Regions from separate parts of the Mus musculus genome. Here all the other regions are linked to region 1. Evidence: chromatin contacts called from public HiChIP or PLAC-seq and promoter capture Hi-C data. All regions are on one chromosome and are shown on one strand. The core of a region is the stretch at or near the end of the contact, and the rest is flanking DNA. Distances in the headings are between cores, read along the strand shown.

Region 1 (2,700 bases), core at 179-2,678:
AACTCCCTGTCAAAGCCATAGTATTATTGTCTTCAAGATATTTCAGTTTTGGTACCACATCAAACCCTTATTCTTACTTATAACCTTTTCTAGGAATTAGCGAAGTTAGTCTGTCCACATAAGAAGTTACTCCTAGGGGGAGTGGGTGGGTAGGGGAGTGGGGGTGGGTGGGTATGGGGGACTTTTGGTATAGCATTGGAAATGTAAATGAGCTAAATACCTAATAAAAAATGAAAAAAATAAAAAAAAAAGAATCTCTTTTTAAGTCTGAATAATCCCAAAAAAAAAAAAAAAAAAAAAAAAGAAGTTACTCCTGTGGAAGACATCAAAGGAATACTTTTTCTACGAGTATCAGCCTAGAAAAAAAAAGACCCAGAGGCAAATCGAACACTGACTCCCACCTGCAACAAAATATCGCAATAGGTTACATCATCCCCAGGAATCCAATTCCCATAACAGCTTTCTCTATTATGTGATCAATGCAAAACATAGAAACGGGAATCATTCTGGCATGACCTATACATTCCTGCAAAATCTGCAGTCTGCCCACACCCCCTAATCTCATTTCCATCTTTCTTCCCCTTACTCAGTCACAGTTCCCCTAAACTTATTAAAGTACCAAAGGCTTTGCACTTCAGATTAACTGCTTGTAAAGGCCTTCCCTCAGATCTTTGTTGGCTAGTTTTTTTTGTCATTCACAGAGCATAAATGTCATTCTCTGGGAGACCTGGCTCACAATCTAAGAGTCTAGCGCATCCTAGTCAAACTGTATTCCATTACTTTGTGGGTTTTTTTTTTTCCCTAATCATTCTGCAGTTTCATCTTCTCTTGTTAAGATAAAAGAAAAAAAAAGAAAGAAAAGAAAGAAAGGAAAGAAAAGTTCACAAAGTCTCCCCAACAACTAGAGTAGTGTCAACCCAGTAGACACTTGCTAAAAGAATCAATGCATTTAAACAATGTATCAATGTGCCCACTCTGCGCCCCCCTCCCCCGGCTCTTTTCATTCACAAGAAACCACTAGGGTCGCTATCCTCGCAGGCAAGCCCTTGAACCAGCCTCGCGATCCCAAAGAGCGTGCTCTCTCGCAGGCTGGGCGAGGCAGCCTGGAAGCTAACCGGGTCTCAGAGACCGACAGATGCACCAAACATCGCCACTCGCTTCCAAGAAGCACCGCAGAGCGACGACGAGTAGGGGCCCTCATCGCCTGCTCTCGGCCCTGTCGCCTCCCCCGTCGCTCAGCCTGCCACGCACGTGTCGCTCCAGCCACCCAGCTCAACCTGGGCTCCTGCTTACCTGGCTGCCATCCCGCCGGGCCACGCAGCCATCGCCCGGCCACTCGTGCCCACAGCTGCCTACTCCAGGCCACCGTACTCCACGGAAGGCCTTGCCGGCCCCTCCCTCAGCAGGCGTAGAAGCCCCATTCGTAGTACAGTGTCTCTTAGCAACCGCTTAGAGTCTCCAGGCTGGGGGTGGAGCCTGGAGAACCGCTGCGGGGAAGCGGAGGGGACGAAGGGAGAGCGACCAATCGGAGACAAGTCCCAGCCTCTATTAGCCCGCCTCCTCTAACTGTCGCGAATCCGCGGGCAGCTTTACGACAGCCAGGGGGTGGGGGCATCTGTGTGAGGAGAAGGAAGCAACCAACCAACCAAGTCGCCCCCACCCCCTACCCCAACCCCCACCCACCGCGGATCTGGTTTACGGCTTGGAGCGCAGGCTCCAGTGCGGCAGCTGATTGGCTGTCGAAGGCTTGGTCCCATCCCAGTGACCCCAAAGTGCTGGAAGGAGGGGGCGGGGGTGGCCCAGTGCAAAGTGCATCCCGAAAGCCCCCTGTCGGGACACCCTGCTGCTGACACTTCGGACCTGGTATGACTTAGGGTCTCTCTGTCCCCAGACCTCTTGAGTCCCTCGGTAGCTGAAAGCCTCCGGCCCGGCGCGCGGCAGACCCTTGGTCTGAGCCCCTGGACCGGGACTGCCCCCCCCCCCCCCCACCCAGCCGGCACTTCCTCCCAGCGCCCCTTCCCGGAGGCTGCTCCGAGGCCAAGACCGCCACCCCCAGCCTGATCGACTATCTGGATGCTCTCTGGGTTGGGGCCGTGAAGCACCCAGGAGGATCAGGAACACGGTGTCCGGCCCTGCCTGGGGTGTTTCTTCAATGGAGAAGTTGGTGAATGTGCAGGAGGCTGAAAGGAGAGAGAGGAGCTGCAACTGAGGACACAGGTAAAGTCAGTTTCTTCCTCCCTTGAGGGGAGGGGGCTGGCTGGGTGGGGGTTGGGGGAGAAGCCCTGCTCTAGCCTGCCTGCCCTTGCCACCCTCCAGCCTTTGCTAAGCTCCCCCATCCTCAGAGCCCTCTCCTCGCCCCTGGATCACTGCACCACTGATCGGTTTCTGTTTTCCAGGTTTGAGCTTGCTGGAGGACACTCGCGAGTAGAAGGGGTCTGGCCACCCACCAGAGGAGCAATAAACAGAGTGCTTTGGACCAGCATCCTCTTGAAAGGTAAAGAGGCAGACCTCCCTTCCCCCATTGTTTACTCCTGGCCCCTACCTCATTAAGTAACGCTTTATTTCCAGGGTGGTTGCCTGGGAATGCAAGCTTTCTTAGATCCTAGTTTCCTAGCAAAACCAGAAGCACTGCCCATGCCTGGTCCTTAACACCCCAGTAACTTCTCTAGCCCAGAAACGTCTTCTGGGACCTGATCAGAG
Region 2 (2,700 bases), core at 106-2,605, 880 kb before region 1:
GTTTTTGAAAATATTAAAGTTATTAGTTTAAATCACTTTCATTATAAACCCTTTCAATATCAAGAATGATAAAGCGGGAGCTGCGGGACTGGCTTACCCAGTAAAGGACCTACCACGTAAGCATGAAGCCCTGAGTTCAAATCCCAGCTGTCTCATAAAAAGACAAGGGTGGCAGCATCCATCTGTAGCCCTACTGCTGGGGTCTTGGAGACAGGAGCTCCACCTCTTGAGACTCCCTGGCCAGCCAGTCTGTCTGAGCCTGTGAGCTCCAGGTTCAGTAAGAGCCCTTGCCTCAAAAACTCAAACCAACTGAGGAAGGCACTTGTGAATGTATATACACATACAACACATGATAAGGACAGAGCAAAAAGACTTTAAAAAATAACTTTCTTTTAGAAAATTACCAGTCTTTTTCATTGAAATAAAAGCAGCTAAACTAAATTATTTGAATTTATACTCAGAATAACTATTGTACTGATTTAAAATGTTCAGAAAATCAGTATATGAATTTTAAAATTTTGCTTTAATAAGCATTTGTATTATTTGCATAACAGTTATAATAAAGTTAACTTTATAAAGAAAATTAAGATAATTCTTGGGATTTGTTTGTTTTTTAACATACGGAAAACTCTGTCTTCTAGGATCCAGTCAGGTGTATGAGATTTTTAGTGCCTCTCCTTCCCAGAATCTTTTTATATTCTTTGTATGCAAGCCAGCCTGAGTCCACCCCTCAGGCTCTGTCAATCAGTCCGTGGTCTGTTTTCTAGCTCAGGAGTTTAGACTTTCCCAGGTAATGACAACTGAGAGCACACGCAGTGTGTGTCCTGCCTAAGCTTTGTCGTGTTTTAAGAGCTGACTCTTGTTTCCATTGAGTTTCCGGTTTTGAGCTTTCTCCTTCATTGTTGCAGCTTTAGTTTGCCCTCCGCACTTATCCCATGGTTAGTGTTCATTCCTTTTCCTCCATTGTCTCGTGATGGGAGCTTCGGGAGCACGTCTGGAGCTTTCCTAGTGAGAGCTGCCAAGCTCTAGCCACCCTCTGCCATGCCCCTGTTACCCTCCTGTCACTCTGGGCATTTTGTCTGGATTGTTTTCATTTGCTCAAAAATATTTTCTAATTTTCTTTCCAATTTCTTTTACTTGTTGGTTATTTAGAAATATGTTGCTTAATTCTCAAGTATTTGGGGGATTTCCCAGATTTCTTTCTACTTTAATGCCCATTTGGTCAGAGTCCCTCCTCTGTATGATTTCAGTCCTGTTAAATATGAGACATACTTAATGGTGTAGTGCCTTGTTAGCCCTGGATAGTGCATCATGTGCTCAAACAGAGTGTGTTTTCTGGTGTGGTTGCTAGGGTGTCAAAAGAGCAGTTTGCTTGATGGCAAAGCTTGAGTCGACTGTATCCCTGCCATTCTCATGAGCTGTGGCTCTGTGGGTTGGTGACAGTGGTGTGTCACATGCTCCCTTGTCATCGTTGAAATGATACTTTTTCTTCTCACTTGTGACGTTTTTGTCCCTTCATTTTGAGTTTTCATTATGTATCTGTATACTTGTAATTATTGTTTGATTTCTCCTGAATTAATGATCATTTAACGATTATGAAATATTCCTCTATCTCTTAAAGGAACTCATATCCTATAATAGATAGATAATTAGAAAATTAACCTCATTTCTCTGTGGTTGTTGTTTGCTACTGTGCTTTTTCCTCCTTTGACTTAAAGCATAGCTGTGCCTTCGAATCTAAAGTGTGCTTCTTATAGATATCGTGTCTTTTTTATTTTTAAATTTCAAAGCAAAAAGCCATATAAAAGAGTATAAAACTTTGGAGAGATATCCAAAGGGGGATGGGCAGGAGCTACGTGACTATGCGAAGAGAAGCTTTTATAGAGAAGTCAGTACCGGGAGGGGTCGCAGCAGCTTATGGACACAGCACAGAACACAGCACGGGCCGAGCAGGCAGATTGAGATTCAAAGGACAGACGGCTGTGCACAGCCCACTGACCGCTGCCCACTTGCCATGACGTAAAAGCACACCACACTATACTATAGGCAATTCTACACGAGCAGGGTTGGGGGTGCGGGGGTGGCCTTCTACACTACTGTAAGGGCTAGGGCAGAGGAAGTTCTATTCACAAGGAGGAACTAGGGGGGCTTTAACCGGTCTCTGGCCATAAGGGGCGGCCTGGGGCCCTGGGCAGTGGCCTTCTGAGAAGAAATGGCACCTGGTAAGGTGGAGGCCAAGGGCTTGACAACAGGGTCCCAGTGGAAAAGCCCCATCAAAGTGGCTGAGACTTTATGGCCACTTGGTCCCTTTTTCTAGCTACTGGACTAGACCCAGGGTCTAAGAATGACCTTGCTGGGTCTCCCTTCCTGCTAGGACCAATGACCCTTCCACCAAGGGCACCTCTGGAGTACCCAGCACTCACAGAGGCCCCTCTTTCCTCTCTGGTCTTAAACTTGTTTAGAAGCCTTTTTGTTGGACTGAAATGCCCTCTTAAATCCAAGCTGCCCAGGCTGAACGGATGGAGGGGTCTGGCCTGGTATTTGTCGATGGCTAGAATTTGAGAGGCAGTCTAACATCCTTATACATTTGATTGGCTTTTTTAATTTCCTTTTTCATTTTTTTGTTTTTCAAAACAGAGTTTCTCTGTATAGCGTTGGCTGTCCTAGAATTTGCTCTGTAGACCAGGCTAGCCTCAAACT
Region 3 (2,700 bases), core at 43-2,542, 910 kb before region 1:
CTCCCCCATCTCTCCCCCCCTCTCTTCCTCCTCTCTCCCCCCTCTCTCCCCCATCTCTCCCCCATCTCTCCCCCCTCTCTTCCTCCTCTCTTCCTCCTGTCTTCCCCCTCTCTCCCCCCTCTGTCTTTGTAAAGCTGTGATGAACTTCACCTGCCTCTCTGTTGCTTCTGAAACACATTTTAGCATCCGCCATTGCGTCTTTGAGCCTCAAGGGCTGGTTTATTTCCAACACAGGGATGAAGGTTGTTTCTAAAGAATACTCTGTTAAATGCTTGGGTTTCTCTCTTTTTTTTTTTCTTTAATTTTTTCTTTCTTTTTTCTTTTTTGTCTTCATTTAATTATTTCTAGTATTGCTCCTTATTAGGCTAAATTACTTTGGTATCTCTAATTAAAAATTAAATATCTTCTAATGACCTGGCTTTTAAGAAGACTTGCAGGCTAATGATGCTGAGCCTTTTTAGTTTGTTGTTGGCCCAGACATTGCCTACTTTAGTTTCCTAATTTAGTAACAGAACTAAAACTATTCAAGACCTGGCAGGTTTGGTATGCAGGCGCCCAGCCAGGAAGCGTGGGTTTCTTAAAGCAAATGGATGCTTGGGGATTTGAGGAAAACACAGCTTAAGTTACATGTGCTCTGCACTTCACAAATCCCTGACTATTTAAAGGCACTCACCTAAGCTGCTGCCACACACTCCAGGTCTGTTTTGTTAAAACACACACACACACAAAATGAAAGTTTCCTTTTCCAAAGTTGGCTTTCGTACTTGGATCTTTAATGTCTCATAAGTAATATGTGGACATTAGTTGCTAGTTTTACTCAGTGATTGTTTGTTGTTGTTCTTCAAGACAGGTTTCTCTAAGTATCCCTGGCTGTCCTGGAATTCTGTAGACCAGGCTGGCCTTGAGCTCAGAGATCTGCCTGCCTCTGCCTTCAGAGTGCTGGGATTTAACGGAGTCCACCATCCCGACTCCCATGGCTATTTCTCATGTCTGATGCCTTGCACAGAGGCTGGATGATGTTGTGCTCTTGTCTGACCTGTACCAGGAGTATCACTGGGTTTTGATCACTAACACTTTGCTCTGGATGCCTGGTCTTGTGATACATACTGGAAGACAGAGGCAGGCTAACCAAGTCTACACAGTGAGTCCTGGGTGGCCCTGCAGCAGTCAGTTGCCTCTGAGTTTGTGAGAAGAATCTTAGAACTTGAGTCTCTTGGCCTGCTGCTCTTCTCTGTTAAATCAAACTATTCTAGTCTTTCTTGTTATGTGTGAGGAGGCCAGCTGTCTGTTTGTCAACATTGGAGTTGGGTTATTATGAAGTAAATTTTATTAATGAAGTATTTATCTCTTACAAGGCAGCATTCATTGGTCTCAGTGGGAAATGAATGGAAAAAAAAATTGGAAAGGCCATGACTGTTCCTAGGAATGGTGGAGGAGAAAGTTTATTATAGATATGTGGGAGAGCATAGCCAGAGGCAGGGACACTGGGGAAGTCCAGAGTGGATATGACCAGACTGAGCTGGGCCATGTGTGGAACCGGGGGTTGGGGGGAGGGTGAGAACAAGGAAGGAGGGAGAGAGGGGAAGGAGGTATAGCAGCCAGGAGGCCTAAGACACAAAAGGGGCATATAAGCAAAATGGCTGTGTCATATAGGGAAGAGCATGGGGTGGGGCTAGAGGGCAGGGTATGACAGCCCTGCCCTGTAACTGGTAGGAACTCAGAGATGCTGGCAGAAGCTGAGGCCAGGTCTGCTTGGATAAGTTAAATAGACACCTCAACTGTTTGTCCTGGGTTTGAAACTTAACAGGGAACACAGTTGATTTTAATGCATGCTTAATTGCTATTCAAATTATTTTTTTTAATCTTGTAGAAAATTCCTTTATTATAGTGCAAATAACTCTCAGCAGTGATAGAATGTAACAATACATTTAACAATAGTTTACACCATGCAGTAAATAGGAAAGTGTTTCTTTGAAAATATGTCATCATAGGAAACTTATCTTTACATTAGTGCCGGAAAATGCCAAAGTTGTTTTCTCAAGGCAATAGGGCTTGATCCTTTTTTGGATATTTTTCTCTTAATGCACATGGATTTGCCATTTAATGCATCATCAATTCTAAGATTGATGATCTCTTAGGGAGTTTTAAAGAAGTTGACAAGATTTGAAACTGGGCTTCAAAATTTAAAAAAAATAATAATAATTTTAAGACAATTCTGGGATCGCCCAGGAAGGAAGTAGTCAGCTGTTAACTTGGTAGATAGACACATTTCCTCCATTCTTGCTGCAGGTTGTCTAAAGCCTGCTTATTTCCCCAGAGCCTGATTGTTATCTCTTGGTTTTGGTTATTGCAAAACTAGGGCCCAGGGTGGATAGAACTCCTTGTATATGCATTACTTTCCCCATGAAACTTTAAATTGCACTTTCCATTCTGAATTTCCCACATTAGACCTCTCAGGCTGAGGAGAGTGTGAACTTGTCTTAGTTTCTAGCTAGCCATTTGGACAGTGAGTTGGGCTGTGGCCCCTATTTATTAACTAGTCCAAAATCAACTCAATGCACCACTTAGATGGCTGCCAGGAGGCTGCTCTCTGGGGGTTTACTACTGCTTTTCCTACCAAGCAGCCTCTACGGGATTGACTGCTTATGAGTTAGCTGACAGGTGGAGAGAAAAGTCCCTTCTAATCTCTTAGATTCCCAT
Region 4 (2,700 bases), core at 181-2,680, 830 kb after region 1:
CACCCTCCCTTCATTTCACTTGATTCTCCAGAGTGTGTAGTTTATGGATCTGTTAAGGTGCTGAGAGCTCTCCTGGTGGGACTGCACATTTTGAACCTGCTGAGGTCCCTCCACGGACCATAAACCGGAATCAACCTGCCCCCATTGCCCCTCTGCGGGGCTGCAATATGGAAAGGCACCCTGCATTGGCAGTCCTTGGGAGCTGCGCGGACCTAGTGCCCTATCTCGGCTTCTCTTGGTATAAATGACAGCCAGCTTATACCACCAGGGGTGAGAGAATGGGCATCCCATGAGTAGTGCCTTGCTTCTGAACACTCCCGGCTCATCTCAACAACCTCAGGCAGTACAAAGTCGCCACCCTTACGGATGAGCAAGTCAAGAAATGACATGTCCAAGGTCATGCAGCTAGTGGGCAGACAGCTGCCTTTCCAGCTGCATCCAGAGCCCAAAGCAAAGCAATCCATGTCTTTGCCTAGAGAGGTTTCAAGTGCAGAGTTCAGCCTACAACCAACCTGCAGCTTCTGGGTCCTGCTTGCACCCTGACCCAAACCTGACTTCTGGACACAGGCACCAGCGCACCACACAGAGGGAAAGCCAGTCCCTGAGTTGCCCGGGTCATGCTCACATCGCCCAACCAGCGCCTGACTGCCTTGGCGCACGAACGGGAGCCCAGAGCTCCGGGCGACCCGTCGAGGGCAGAGTGGCCCGAGACGGAGCTAAGGCTCGAAGGCCACAGGGAAATAGGTACACGATGATGATGGCGCGGGTGGGCAGAGCGCAGCGACCCCTTAGGCGCCCACTCGAACGCGGCTGGGCAGGTGTAGGCGCCCGACCTGGGCTTCCGAGGCCACACACTTCCGAGTGCGAATGCTCGGCGACATCGCCTGGGGACCCACGGCCTCGGGCCCTCCCGCGTGACCGTCCACGCAGCCTACCACGTCCTTCCCGCCGAGTGTCCCACGGCTCTCCCAGAGAGTCCCCGCAAGAAGCCCCCGCCGTCCCCAGCGATACGGGTCGCCTTCCCACGCGGCGCCGCTGGCCGCGGGCTTGGCAAGGCGCCCCCTCGCGCGTGGCCGCCGGCGGCCGGGAAAGTTTGGGGCGCGCGGGGCCGGCCGTACTCACCTGGCCCAAGTTGAGGTAGCCGTGCGCCGCAGCCACGCGGTCCGCCGCGCCGGGGCCGCCCAGCACTTGCACTGCCCAGTGGTTGGTGTAGACGGGGCGCGGCGGCGGCAGCGCGGAGCAGGCGGCGGGCAGCGCGAGCAGAAGCAGCCAACGCCAGGGGCGCAGCGCGAGCGGCGGGAGTCCGTGCCGGCCGGCGGCCCCTGCGCCCCGCGCGACATCGGCGGCCCGGGGCGGCGGCCGGGGCCCGGGCGCTGGCGGCGCGCGCGGAGGCATGGCAGCGGCAGGCTCGCGCGGCGCCCGAGCGGCGAGTGCGCCGGGGGGTGGGGAGCCGCCTTTTAAAGCCGCTCCGCGCCGGGGAAGCGCCGCCGCCGCGGGCGGGAGCCGGGGAGGAGGAGGCCGCCGCGGCGCGTTCCCGCCCGCGCGGCCCGGTGGCGCCCCTGGGCCCGCGCTCGTGCGGCAGTCTCCCGGCCCGCCAGCAGCCGGGGGCCGGCGCAGGGGAGGCTCGAGACTTCGGGTCTCTCGGAACACGGCGCTGCCCGGAGTGGCAGCCTGGGCTCCGCGCGTTCTGCTAGAAGCCGGGAGGGCTCTGGGCATCCCACGTGAGTTCCCCATATCCCGGAGGAGTTGACTTAGAGCGGCACCTTCCTACCGGTTGCGCCCCTGGAGGCTGAACTCACCTGCTGGGGTCCCCAAGGCTAGGCAGCCTTGCTCAACTTAGCTGTGGCAGTGAACATGCAAATGTGCAGGATCTTCAGGGGAAAACGATGCCAGGAAAACACTGGGGTGTCCCAGGATCTGGCCCAACCTCAAGACCACATTGCATGGGCAAAGGGCATGTGGCAAACTTAGCTGGAGTCTATGAGAGTATTGAGGACACAGCGTCCATACAGGGCTGAGGCTTTGCTAGGAAGGTTGTACAGGTGAACTCCTTAGCTGACCACTTAGCATCTGTATGATGTTGGGCCCCTTTCTGTTCTTGCTGGGCTTGTAAGATGCGGATAACAATAGCATCTATCCATCCATCGGGCTGTTTTGAGGATGTCAGCTCTTCCTTTGCAATCAGCTGACAGTAATGTTTGTTTTGATGAGCCCAGGGCCTGCCACGTGCTTGGTATTCAGTAGATGGTGTACACTCTTAAAAGTACCCACTGAGCTAGGACCAGTCAGTGTGAATGTAAGTTGACTCATCCTCACCCCTCCCTCCAGGAACAGCCTGGAGAAACCGGGGACTCGTTCATACTGTGAAGATGCAATGAGAGGCTGGGATGGCTGCAAGCCTCGGACGGCCCATTGGTCCCAACTGGCCTCATACAGAAAGCAAACCTTCAGCCTGATTAATACAAGAGGGGGACCAGGAAACCGAAGACAGCAAAACAAGGCAGAGAAGGCCTTGAGTCACAAAAGAAGCTACCTCACCAACGCTCAGGTTCCAAGAGCACCTGGCTCCCAGACTGGTACTGTATGGAATTCACTTGCCTGAGTCTATAGCCAGGCAGATCAGACAGACAGACATGCTAGGGGATACAGGAGAGAGAGAGAGAGACAGAGAGACAGAGAGACAGAGAGAGAGAGACAGAG

Evidence for each region. Promoter capture Hi-C pulls out the DNA fragments that hold promoters and counts their contacts. HiChIP or PLAC-seq counts read pairs in DNA pulled down with a chosen protein or histone mark.
Region 2: a promoter capture Hi-C map of hippocampal neurons shows a contact between it and region 1, with 3 times the contacts expected there. The contact joins the enhancer-like site here to the promoter of Lins1 in region 1. A contact is called at or near these places in 5 of 39 promoter capture datasets (the 3T3-L1 cell line, cranial neural crest, hippocampal neurons and 1 more) and 2 of 115 datasets of contacts at active chromatin or transcription factors (bone marrow-derived macrophages and large pre-B cells).
Region 3: a contact with region 1 is called in a promoter capture Hi-C map of the HPC-7 cell line, with 4 times the contacts expected there. The contact joins the enhancer-like site here to the promoter of Lins1 in region 1. A contact is called at or near these places in 6 of 39 promoter capture datasets (the 3T3-L1 cell line, the HPC-7 cell line, cranial neural crest and 2 more) and 2 of 115 datasets of contacts at active chromatin or transcription factors (the NIH/3T3 cell line and bone marrow-derived macrophages).
Region 4: an HNF4G HiChIP or PLAC-seq map of pancreatic cancer cells shows a contact between it and region 1. The contact joins the promoter of Pcsk6 here to the promoter of Lins1 in region 1. A contact is called at or near these places in 2 of 115 datasets of contacts at active chromatin or transcription factors (embryonic stem cells and pancreatic cancer cells).

The regions. Positions count from the first base shown.
Region 1 is chr7:66,688,617-66,691,316 of GRCm38.p6, reverse strand. Lins1 (lines homolog 1) reads right to left here and starts at 1,428. Exons shown (of 8, transcript NM_152815.2): 1 at 1,294-1,428. Asb7 (ankyrin repeat and SOCS box-containing 7) reads left to right here and starts at 1,756. Exons shown (of 6, transcript NM_080443.2): 1 at 1,756-2,217; 2 at 2,397-2,494.
Region 2 is chr7:67,563,891-67,566,590 of GRCm38.p6, reverse strand. The region is part of intron 5 of Lrrc28 (leucine rich repeat containing 28); the gene reads left to right. Among named protein-coding and RNA genes, the nearest start is that of Gm23233, 5.5 kb to the left of the region's middle. Within about 2 kb of position 1,355, at least 23 of the 459 cell types and tissues checked have an H3K27ac peak or open chromatin away from gene starts, as enhancers often do.
Region 3 is chr7:67,596,128-67,598,827 of GRCm38.p6, reverse strand. All of the region lies in intron 5 of Lrrc28 (leucine rich repeat containing 28), which reads left to right. Among named protein-coding and RNA genes, the nearest start is that of Gm23233, 27 kb to the right of the region's middle. Within about 2 kb of position 1,292, at least 30 of the 459 cell types and tissues checked have an H3K27ac peak or open chromatin away from gene starts, as enhancers often do. A contact at or near this core is called in the HPC-7 cell line, where this site is marked.
Region 4 is chr7:65,860,866-65,863,565 of GRCm38.p6, reverse strand. It overlaps Pcsk6 (proprotein convertase subtilisin/kexin type 6), which reads right to left and starts at 1,430. Exons shown (of 22, transcript NM_011048.1): 1 at 1,123-1,430. The coding sequence starts at 1,395. Gm20684 (predicted gene 20684) reads left to right here and starts at 1,524. Exons shown (of 3, transcript NR_169041.1): 1 at 1,524-1,721; 2 at 2,329-2,576.